2 separate regions of the Mus musculus genome follow, and region 1 is linked to region 2. A link is a contact called in public Hi-C data. All regions are on one chromosome and are shown on one strand. The core of a region is the stretch at or near the end of the contact, and the rest is flanking DNA. Distances in the headings are between cores, read along the strand shown.

Evidence for each region. A called contact is a pair of places that touch in the nucleus more often than the background predicts.
Region 1: a Hi-C map of liver shows a contact between it and region 2, with 2.4 times the contacts expected there. The contact joins two enhancer-like sites. A contact is called at or near these places in 2 of 484 Hi-C or Micro-C datasets (cranial neural crest and liver).

The regions. Positions count from the first base shown.
Region 1 is chr2:63,856,637-63,862,743 of GRCm38.p6, reverse strand. No RefSeq gene overlaps it. Among named protein-coding and RNA genes, the nearest start is that of Fign, 240 kb to the left of the region's middle. Within about 2 kb of position 1,528, at least 1 of the 459 cell types and tissues checked has an H3K27ac peak or open chromatin away from gene starts, as enhancers often do. A contact at or near this core is called in liver, where this site is marked.
Region 2 is chr2:63,506,982-63,513,027 of GRCm38.p6, reverse strand. No RefSeq gene overlaps it. Among named protein-coding and RNA genes, the nearest start is that of Gm8541, 65 kb to the left of the region's middle. Within about 2 kb of position 2,032, at least 3 of the 459 cell types and tissues checked have an H3K27ac peak or open chromatin away from gene starts, as enhancers often do. A contact at or near this core is called in liver, where this site is marked.

The DNA of each region.
Region 1 (6,107 bases), core at 279-2,778, 350 kb before region 2:
TTCTTATGAACAGAATCTTTACCTTAACATTTCTTTTACCGTTTTTTTTTCTTTGCAGTTTTCACAGTGCACTTCTAAGGCACACAAGTGAGCATTGGCTCTTCCTTACATGCTACAGGTCTGAGGCAAAGGACTGTGAAGGCCAAACCCAAGCATTCATCTGTACACAGATTGTACACAGATCCCAGGCTGGCTGCTGCACGTTGGAGATAGGAACTCTAGAGATTGAGGTTTTTCCAATTGGGAGAAATAATGAGCTTAAAACAGCATATGTCTCTAACCACAGTTGACAGTTAAGTGATGATGGACATAGTAGACTCCAAAGGCGTCACTCAAGAAACAGGAAGGAAACACATAAAGAAATAGGGCTGTATATCTTCCTAGGAGTACACGCAGGAGAGGTTAGGGAATAGGCTGGAAACTGCCCGAAGTAGGGTGTGTTGCATAATGAATTACACCATGTAGCAAAAGAAGTTATTTCAGATGGGCATGAATGAGGAGGCAATTAGTTAGGGGGGGGGGAGGGATTAAACAAACTTGAAATTTTGGCCTAAAGTTGAAATTCTGGTGTGTTTCCTTGCAGAAATCAGTTATCAGTTACTAACGCCATCCTCTTTTGTATGATGAACATGGTCTAGTAAGATGAAGAGAGTGTTTACAGACATCAATAGCATTGATTAAAAAGTAAAAGTTCTGTCAAACACTAGTTTGATCTTCGTCATGGCAAACAGCCTGTTTGATGTTTTTATTGAATCAATTGATCTTTCTTCACTGGATTGATTTGTTGTTTCACCGTCATGTGGACACTTCCTAAATCAACATGGGCCCCTGACAAGATGTTTATGAAAACTTCTGACTTCATGGACATTTCACAAATTTGAAGACCATGAAACCATGTGAAACCCTAATTACAATGGATAAACAGAGTCAGTACTTCGGAGAAGGGTAGGTTTTTTTGCTTTGGTTTTTTTGTTTGTTTGTTTGTTTCTCTTAAAACTGACCTTGTGTTTTCGGAGCAGTTTAATTCATAGACTTATAAGCATTTTTTTTTCTTATCTGGTTTGAGTATGTACTTTGAATGTTGACCCAGCGATTAGATAATCCAAACCAACAAACAGAAATTGATTTCTATAGATTTGTGAAGATGGGGGCAGCTTCGGGTACAGAAGCTCCAACCACACCATTAGTATCTTTTCAAGTTCCAAACTTATACTTTATACATACTTGTGTGCCTCTAAAATCAATCATTAAACTTACTGTTCATTTCTGTTAAAATTCCTAGGTGCCCACACTGGTAATTCTAAAAATTTTACTTTCCCCCAATACTATCAGATTTACAGGCCTTTTTTCTTTTTTTCAGAAAAGTTAAGGAAAGGAGACAAAGTCCACTATATCCCATCTGTGGGAATAAAACACCAGTCATTTGGGTTGCAGATGGTGGAAGGAGAAGGCATCTTCAGTGTTTATAACAGACCTGGATTTATTGCAAAATGCTCCAGCCTATCTAATGGAAGCAGTGTTACTATTGACTGCACAGTGAGTATGACTGCACCCTTGGAAGGCTGTGGTGAGAGTCACCTACTGGGGACCATGAAGAGCCCAGAAGGTCAGTGACAAGAGCATTGGCTCATCAACTTTCAGCACACACTGGGTTCTTCTCCATCCAGATTTTCCTAAAAGATTTTTTTGTAGCCTTGCTCTTACACTATATCATGAATATTGCTTGAATGTCTCCTGTGTCATTAAATCACAGGCTCATTCATTCATTCATTCATTCCCTCAACTGTCTTAAGAACTCTACAATTACTTTGTCAATGATTTGTTGCAACAAATTCTTTTTCCTTCCCCTTATCTGTTCGACATAAGATGCTAAATATCTTTCTGTGTTTCTTTCTATGTTGTGTGACAAAATGCCTAAGAAAACCAACTTATAGGAGACAGAGTTGTATTGTGGCATAGCTTTATAGGGTTCATTCAGTGCCTTTGGTGCCACTGAGTCTGAACCTCTAGAGGCAGAACAGGATAGTGTCAGGAATATTAAGCCAAAGCTACCACCTTCGTCCATCTAGGTGTGCAGTGTATTCTCTTACACTGTAGTACCAACTCCATTACCATAGTCATCTCCTATTAGCTAACCCTCTCTCAAAATTTACTCACAGACACACCCTGACCTGAACAATTTCTTGAACTCTGGTTGCTCCCAAGTGCCGTGCCAACCTGACTAAAAGTCACATGACTAAATAGGAAGTGCTATTTCCTGTCACATTCTGATGATTCTCAGGTACTTCTAGAGTTGTATAATTGTTACCTCCTCAACAAACAAACCAACAAAACATTGCATATTTTTAGCTACCTTTTTTCTGTCCAGTCCACATAAGCACAACATTACATTACTGTTTCTTCTGAGTCTGTATTGATTTTGAGTCCTTATCTTTACCACAAACAAACATTTTAATCTCCCCAAACAACAACTGCATGGTTAACAGATGGCACTGACCAGAGTCTTTCTCTTACTGTCAATTTCTGTCTAAGAAGACTTCTCAGTCTCAGCCACTATCCCTTCTCTATCGCCTACTGCTTCCAGCTTGGGTCCTCATGATATTAACAAAGGTCACTAATATCCTTCTTATTAGTAAGTCCAACAGGATGTTAAGGTTGTAATTTGTGACATCCCTACACCACTGAACACTTACTTTACTTTTGTTACATATTTCTGTGTCCCCTCAGAGACTTTGTGTATCCTTGTAGCTCTACTTTCCAGAAAGAGAATACATTAAGAGAAAATAGAAAGAGCTTGGATATCTACTTTAATCCTATTTGTTTCTTCTAGTGAAAATCTATGTGTTAGATATACATTTCAATTTATTTAACCGCAATTTCACTGCAAAATAGGGATATTAATACCTATTGCATAAAATACACAAGAAACAAATGAGACTACGTGATACTCACTGGGACATCAGTTAGTGACATTCCTGACCCTGGTTTGAATAGAATGCTAAACTGTCTGTTCGGTTGCTCATGTTTGATCATATTTTCTCCTCTCTGGCTAATTTTACTGAATAGATGGTCCCCCTGTTACCACAGTTGTGCATTTTAAAACATAGAGTAATTGAGACCTTCACAAAGGCCACTGCATCTGACTGTTTTCAGCTGGGTAGCCCTGGCAGCTGCCTCAGAAAAGGTCATGGACATTCTTTCTGGGGGAATTTCTGTAACTGCCTGCTCATATCTGACCCAAGTCTACTCTGGTTCCATTTATGTTCCTCCTTCTTGTTGCTGGGTAGGTTGGCTTGTTTGAGCTTCTACGATAGACTTTCCTCTGGGTCTAACAGATACCCAGAGTCCTAGTTTGGGTCAAATCTTAGTCTTCTTAGCTCACAGTTTTCTCATTTCATGGTTCCTATAAAGGTTGACAACCATGTTCATAGTTTTCAGTCATTAAGGTTGCCTGAGTAGCTCTTTTAGGCTCACCTGACAGAAATCCACAATTAGCAAATATATGTAATGGCTGACACTATTTCTCAGCAGCAGAACAAGATAACTGCTTCTGCAATCTACATACACACACACACACACACACACACACAGAGAGAGAGAGAGAGAGAGAGAGAGAGAGAGAGAGAGAGAGAGAGAGAGAGAATAAATGGAATAAATGTAATTAAAATTTTAAATGCTACTTAACCAAAATCTAATCCTAGAAGTAATATTATTTTAAGGGTACAGCAAGACCAGGACATATAGTGTCTCAAGTGGGAAAAGCTCCAATAACCCCTGTCTCTACTTTCCTCTCCTATCTCTACGTTAAATATCAATCAGAATTCCATAGTTATTTCAGCTTTGCAATACACACACATCCGTGTCTTTATTATTTGTAGTACAATACTAATATCACCACTATTGATAATGATAATATCAGTGTCAGTTAATATTTATTGAAAGACTCATGTACCAGGTACTCAGCCAAAGGTTTTATAAGTCACACCATTTTGAAAAATAAACACCTGAGATTTGTTTTAGGATGCAGTCAATACTAGGGCTGGGATGTAAGTTCCCCTTTGCCAAACACAGTCTCATTTGCTATTCTATAATGTCTGATATGACCCCATCTCTTTGACAAAAGCACTTATATGCTTGATTTAAGTAAAATTTCACAGTTTTCTAACCATAGATGTCACAGAGCAGCACTCAACACATGATGTCATATAGTTGAGAGTAAACAGTAAATAAGTTATGATTCCAGTAAAGGTTCTCCTTGTATGTTCAGTTATAAGGTCAGCCCCAAGACTAGGGAAGGAGGAGAAACGGGCACATAGAGAAAGGATAAGGGAAATTGTGATCTGTGGGGTTAATTTACTTCCTAAGTGAAGACGTTCTCTGGCTGGCAAGAAATACAAGCACATCCTTGGAAAGAGTCAAAATTGAAACAGCAGTGAGCAGTCAAGGCACAGGAAATCAATGTTGAGGCACAGGGCTGTGGCTTAGAAAGAAAGGTTACTTCTCTGAGTCTTTCATTGGTATTAGACCTTGAGCATGTGGGCTGTAAATTCAAAACACTTGGTATGAACATTAGACTGCTCTGCATGCATTGCTGAAGAGAGCACCGAACTTAGGATATGAAGGTTTTTTTGTTCTATCTATCTGTTTTTTGTAACAGCGCTTGGGTTATGGATAAATCTCCTCAAGGTTATGGTCTTTGGTTTGTCATCTTTGACTTACTGGGAGTTCATAACCTTAGGGTTGTTCTTTATTCTAATATGTTGCTATTTCACATGCTTGAAACTTGGTAACAGCTCATGATTTGGGAATGTGGGCCACCACCTAAGTTGTAGATACAGAGACAGCACAGGTGGACATCATTTTGAAACATGCTAGATGTATCCCCAGACTGGGGACAAGCACATGACAGAAGATATTATACATCTTTTGCAACATAACAGAATGTGCTAGACTTTTGCAGTACCAACAAGGGGTCTTTCCAGTTCTCTAGACAAATTCTCTTCTACCTTCTTGGAGTATCTATTTAATTGCAGCTGCTACATTATATATTCATATATAATGTTTAATAAGTGCATAGTAAGGGAAAATCTGTAAGATGGGATGTGCAAAGGCACAATCAGAATTGAACAAGGAGATAACTTGGTTGTCAGTTTACTACCTCAAACCCTAAAGCATGCTCACCTTTAGTTACACTAGTAGACACAAATTGCTCTTTTTATTGCTTTACTAAAACACATCACTTGGCCCATTTTATTTATTGACTTTTGTTTTTTATTTCAAGCACAAATTCATAGCTGTGTAGAACTCAGAGGTCTATAAGATACTAATTGTAAAAGCAAAAGTGCTAGTCTAATAGAATTCCCAAACCACAGGACATGGTGAATCTGAGAACTGTTAGGTAAGAAATTAAGTTTGAAATAATCTGAAAACAAACAAACAAACAAACAAATATCAAAAACCGACTAAAGACCCACCTGTGTTTAAACTGCACTTCCCCCAACTTAGTCCAGTTTATTTATGCTAAATAAACAAAGACAGTATCAGTTGCAGAAGTCAGTGAGCAATGTCTTGCTGTGTTTTTGATACCCGATGTGAGGTGGGATTTTGGATTTGGTTTAAATCACTCCCCACGTTTCCAGGGACAGGCACCATTTAAAAAACTTACCTCTCCCTACCCCCTTTCCACTCACAGCTCCTCTTTCCAGAAAGCAAGCAAGAGTTAAAACACAAGAGCAGCTTGAAGATCGCTCATGACTAGCAATCAGTGCTAATAAGATTCCTTTCCTTCTGCAAGATTCACAGAAAGCCCTCCATCCACGTGCCAAGCACATTCAAAGGCAGGGGACTGAGCGCTCCCCTCACGGGTTCATTATCATGCCCAGGTTATCCCAAGCCAAGTGAATCAGGAAAGCAAATGAATTAGTGAGAATTAAGGAGCCTCTGTGGTCTGAACCCACTCCAAATCTCAGCTAAGATGAAAGGTAGACGCTGATGTCTTATGTCCCCAGGTTCTCAGGATTGGAGCCCCAGTGCCAAGCTGTTCCTCCAGGGCCTCCCAGCAATGTGCTGGCAGTTAATGTTGCCTAACATCTCCTGACCGCGGGTTC
Region 2 (6,046 bases), core at 783-3,282:
ATGCATTTTGTGTTCTCAGCAGTATGGATAATGAGGTTCAAGTGTTCCATAGTAATTATATGTGAGGAAATTATATACCAAATAAGGACAAATTTGTTTTCTAAGTAAATGTTATAAGAAGATATTTTTTCCTTTCTGATGCTCAAGGACAATAATTTTAATTCCTGAGGTTTCAGGATATTAATTAAAAATTCACACTTCTGTGCTCAATCCAGCAATAGGCTTGGCTATTACCAAATAGTATTAGCTTTTCATACAAAGCATTTTATTAAATTACAAACTAGGGGTGTATTGTGTCACTAACAATTACTTAGAATGCCATGCTGTTCCCTTCCTTCATAAACATTCTGTCAGTGTTTAGCAGAAGGCATATGTTTGTCGATTTGAAGTGCATTAGTTTTAAGGGGAAGCTGTTTGACATATCACAGAACTGGAGCTAGCCAGTAGACCCCCTAACTACATAGCACACTATGCCTAATTATAAAAGATGAAGGTTTTGAAATTTGCATAATTGCAACTATTCGTAGGGGTCGGTAACATATTTGCATTATCTACTTATGTGCCACACCAACTCTTTTAAGCACCACTTTACAAGTCTGCTAAGTCAGATGTTTGTAGGTGTCAGAACATTGTCACCTACAGTGCTGGTGATGCCTTTTCCTGCCCATATCTCAGGGACCTGATGGCTTTCTAAAATCAATTTCTAGGTCTCGGTACTACTCTCCATTCCAAGTTTTTGAAAATAAGCAGCTTTTCTATCCACAGCTCTATGTAAAAATAGGAATGACATGTACTTCCAAATCAAGTTCCATATTCATTTATGCTTTTTATAAATAAATTATTTCATTTTATATAGTTCAGAATAATTAATATGCATAAGGGTGACATTAACACAGTAAAGGTACAGAGAGACAATGAGACAGTCAAGAATAACTGTATTTACTTTGTAAGCTAACAGAAATCCTGTATCTTAGAGAAATGAATCATTTTCATACCTACTACAATTTTAATGCCTAAATAGCATGTGAAATAATTAAATTAGTAAATGAAAAGGCAGGTAACTTAATCACTGTAGAGCATTTGCTAATAAAAATAATGGTGTTAATAGCTACCATTAATTTGGTAGCTTCCATGTTCAAGGTCCAAGCACATTACATATATTACTGGTAATTCTCATTAAAACATGGTAAGGTGGATAATTTACCATTATTTCATTAAAAGAACCTAGAGCCCAGAGAAATTTGATCAGTTGCCCAAGAGTTTATAGAAATTAAGCCTGGAGTTAAACCTACTTTTTCTGATTATGTTCTATAGTTTTCCCATACTTCCTTCCACCCCCAAAATTACAACTATATTTTATGAAAAACGTCTTCCTTGGTAGAACCTTTAAAATCTAGTTAATATGATAGATCATTGCTTTGGCATTTCTTTGCTGGTAGAGATTAGTTGTCCTCAAAATAGTATCAAATGCATTTCATTTATTTCTTCACTCAACTAGTACTGCCTCTCTGCTCTGAGCAATATGCTGTTATAGCCATAGTGGGGATATCAATTAGGAAGTGAGCAGAATCCAAGAGCCTAATAATAAAACACTGAACATCATTACAGTTGTTGTAAAGAACATCATAAAAATGAGTAAACAAAGGAAAACCAAACAGGGATTTAAGGAGAGAGGTCGGAGGACACATGACTGAATTCAGTGTTCTGACTTCTGGTATATCACTAAAATGTATGTACTATAATAGAATGAACTACACTTACCTAGTGCATCACGGGCTCTGCTGCCTTTCCTCTTCTCTCCAAGCAGAAGCCCATACAGCATTACCACTGCAGCACCCGAGAGCATTTTGAGTGTACTACTTTGCCATTAGGAAGTCCACAAGAGAGAACTTCTCTGTTCTAGTTTTCACAATGATATGTGCCATGGCTGGACTGCCTAGTGTTCACTAGGTATAAATATGTAGGGAAGTAATTCGGAAAGGAGAGATGAAGGGGGGAAAACAGAAGACAAGAACAGAGAAGGGCACTCTACTCTCACAATGACTCATGCTTTGTAAGGGAATTCTGGAGAGTCAGATGGTCCATTTGTTTTTCTAAACACGTGTAACTGAAAGATAATTTATTGAACCATATTGCCACATTCAGAAAGTAAATAGCATTTTTTCCACAAATTAAACAAGACAAGATGATAATTTCTTCTAATTTATATTACTAGAAATTTGTTCGTCAAGCCCAGTGGTCAAAATTGTCTTGGGACGTGGGGTTGGATTAGTTAGCTGCTGGGAAGTGCACAAGGTCATTGACTTTGGACTTACAGGAAGTCACAGGCCTCTTCTTCCTGGTTTCTTTCAGTTTCTACTCTCCAGAGCAAACACCCAAGCTGTGTTTTCTGCAACTTGGTTTCTCAACATTTTCCAGTAAACAAGGGTGCAGATGAACCTCTGGTCAATTATGAACCGCTTTTAATTGTATAAAACATTTCAACCTAGAGAGAAAATAAGTACGTAAGATCTCTTCTTACCTAAAGATAGTCTGGATCATGAAGAGTGATAAAACCTTATGCTTTGATTCCTCAGAGTAAGGCAAAAAACAAAAACAAAAACAAACAAAAAAAACAAAACAAAACAAAAAATACCAACAACAACCACCCAAACAAGAGCAAACCTAACGTGTGTGTTCATGGGTATACACGTATTCTTGACTACCTGTCATAGAGTCACCCTTGGTGCATGGGTTTGCGTGATTGAGTCTTTCTAGCTGCAGATTTCCATTTTCCTCCTGTTTGTCTCTTCCCATATACATAGCATTATGACTGGCCCACTTCATCCTTGCTTTCTTTGGGAGTGGTCTTGGTCTCTAAGACATCACTTCCACAATCTCCTTGGATTCAGAGAACAGTTCATTAGGGCTGATCTCTTTCAGTCCCCTTTCTTTCTTCCCTTTCTGCACCTTGGGCTCTGGGCCTTTTTATTCCTCAGGTCTGCTATAGGTTAAGTCTAAGCACTTACATTCCCTTGCTTTTAACTCAGCCAGCACTGGCATCTGTATTCAGTCACCCTCCCTGTGAATAAATAAATTCAGATACCAGCCTCCAAAATCTCAGGTCTGGCTGGACAAACAGCTTGAGATGCAGCTCCTGTCACAGTTTCCTCTCACCTTGGAACAAAAAATCTCAATGGCACTGAGATGCAGCTGATTGTATCTTTAGTTCCCCGGTGTATAGGTTTGCCAGACTCTTAGAGGGCTACCATGTACCCTACAAACAATTAGCATTCAATAAAAGGCAAGTTATGCATCCAAGGGGCAAATTAAGGCAGAAAAAAAGTCTATGTCTGTGCATGGGGCAGCTAGGGGCTTCTGCAAGGAAGTTTGTGCTCTTTAAATGTTTTAGTCTGTCAGGAGACAGCTATAGTCTAGCCAGTTTGCGTTGCCTGGTAAGCAATTTGCATTGTTGAAAATTTTTGGTTATCCCTCTAAATATCCATGCTTATTACAGCAAATAAATAATTTTGCATAAAATAGGCTCCTTTGAAATTTCCCCAACATCACAGTTCTGTAAAAGCAAATAGAGCTGGCACTTGGGCACATTTCCTTTCATTTTCTTACAAGAGGCTTAAATAGAGTTAAGCTATTTATCTTCTAAGTTCACAGGCCATGAACACCCTGTAAATGTAAGTCTCTCCGTTAATAAGGTGGTCAGCTTTACACTTGTTTATCTGTTTTTGAATATAATATTTTATTCATTCTTTGAGAATATCACACAATTTATTTTTATTATTTGCACACTTCAACTCCTCTTCCGAAAGCCTGCTACATCCCTCTTTTATATTTGTACATTGTCTCACCTTCACATCCTCTTCACTTTGTGTTTTGTTCTCTTAATTAAATTGTATTGTTTATTGTTGTGCATATGGGTGTTTTGCCTGTGCACTGCATGGATTCAGTAGCCACCAAGACCAGAAGAGGTCATCAGATCCCATGGAAATGGAATTACATACAGCTGGGAATTGAACAATGGTCCTCTGGAAGAAGAGCCAGTGCTTGTAATCATTATGGCATTTTTCCATCTCCTTCTTGTTTTATTTTTAACAACCCTCCCAATTCAATTCGTACTGCCCATATACTAGTGGCATACTGAGGGGCTATCCACTAACACTGCACTGTTTAAGAAGTATTAAAGAAGAATTAATCTTCGTCCTTCAGAACACATGCACTGACAAACTTCTATTTGTGATGGAGGCCCATAAACCTCTATGTTTCCAAGTTAGAATGTAGACTGGTTTGATATTATGCAGATATTGTGTGGTCAACAACAGCTCCTCTGAATTCCTGTGTTCCCTAGTTTTAAATATCCCAAAGATACTATTCCACTATTGTTTTCCTTAATTCCTGGCTCTTTTAATATTTCTGCCTTTCTTCCATGATGCTCTCCAAGTCTTGATGGCAGCACTGGAGGTGATTAGGTGTCCCAGCTAAGGCTGAGTACGGCACTGACAACTTCATCTCCGTACTTGGACCAATTGTGTTTCTGGGTTAACCACCATTGATGCACAACAAACTCCTCCACTGAGATCTGAGAGCTGCAGCAATCTACAGACACAGAAAACCAAATTTAGATGGTGGTTTGATAACAGAAAAACAAACAAAAAAAAAAAGATGTAGGTCCATCCCTGGGGGCTGTGAGATCCCAAGTTAGGTTCTTGGCCAGACTTAATGAACCAGCTATAAGTTTCTCCTATGGAATATGCATTAAATCCAATAAAAAATTAGTAGGTTTTCCACATAAAACTCATTGCACAAACACACCTGCTATTATTGTAGCTCACAAGGTCATAGCCTGGCAAGACTATTGAGAGCCTCCCCCAGAAGCCTATAAAATGCCTTCCTATATCTTGAAATCTGGCCACTGTGGAGGAAGCTACCTTGTCAGGACCAATGAGATTTCTTCATGGCTGCTGACTAGGGCAACTAAAAGCATTGGGAGTAGCTTGTATTGTGTGTGTGGTTTGAGATGGGAGGGCTCTGAGATAACCTTATCGAAATGTGAAGGGAAATATTTCATATATGATATTCTTTATATTTGTCAATATAGGAGGAGAATTATACCATGTGGAGAAAAATTTAACCTTTCACGTGATATATCCCCCCGTACACAACACACACACACACAAACACACAGACACACACATGTGTGTGTTTGTGTATAAATACTATACATTATTAAGCTTCTATGTAGCGTTTGAAAACATCCTTAGTGTTAGTTATTCTAGCTCCTTTTCATTATTTTTTTTCATCCATAGCATCTGTACTCTACTATTTACTCTTTATCCTAATACCATATTTATCTATACAATTCACTTTATCTGCCTGCTCAGCCCTACTTGCCACATTATTTAGAGACCGCCACTTAAATGCATAAATTTTAGAATCTTCTACATTTATGAATAGAGTATCAATATGTGTGCCTCCATTTTACCATAAAAGATATTTTATGGTGTTTTTTCCTTTACCTACTCTATTATTAATATGATAGAATTTGTTTCTGTATATACAACTTGTTTCTTATTTTTAATTGCTGTAAATTGTTTATAAGGAGGAAGTAACTCAGTTTATCTATTAGAGGTCTTAGATTTACCTTTGAATAAAGAAAAAGAGATAAGTTTGCTTTTGGATTAGGTGGGGAAGTAAGGTGCTATTAATCACCTCATCTAAGGATGAAACACAAAGGAGTCTGTTAATAAGATTATGGTGCAAGTATTTTTGATACACCACACTCAATATTGCACATTGTGAAGGTACTAGTCCTAACATAACTACTTATTAACTTTGTGCTTTAATTAAAGTAACTATAGTAAAGTTACTTAAACATTTGAGTGTCATTTCCCTTATCTGCAATATGGATGTTAAGATAATGTCTATGGTTAATTCAGTTTAGATTATGGTAATGTTAGATCCTCTTTCTTCCTGATTATGAGTATCTTATAACACAAATATACCTTGTGCTACATCAAGGACCAGTTATAATTTTAATGCACACTGATTGCAC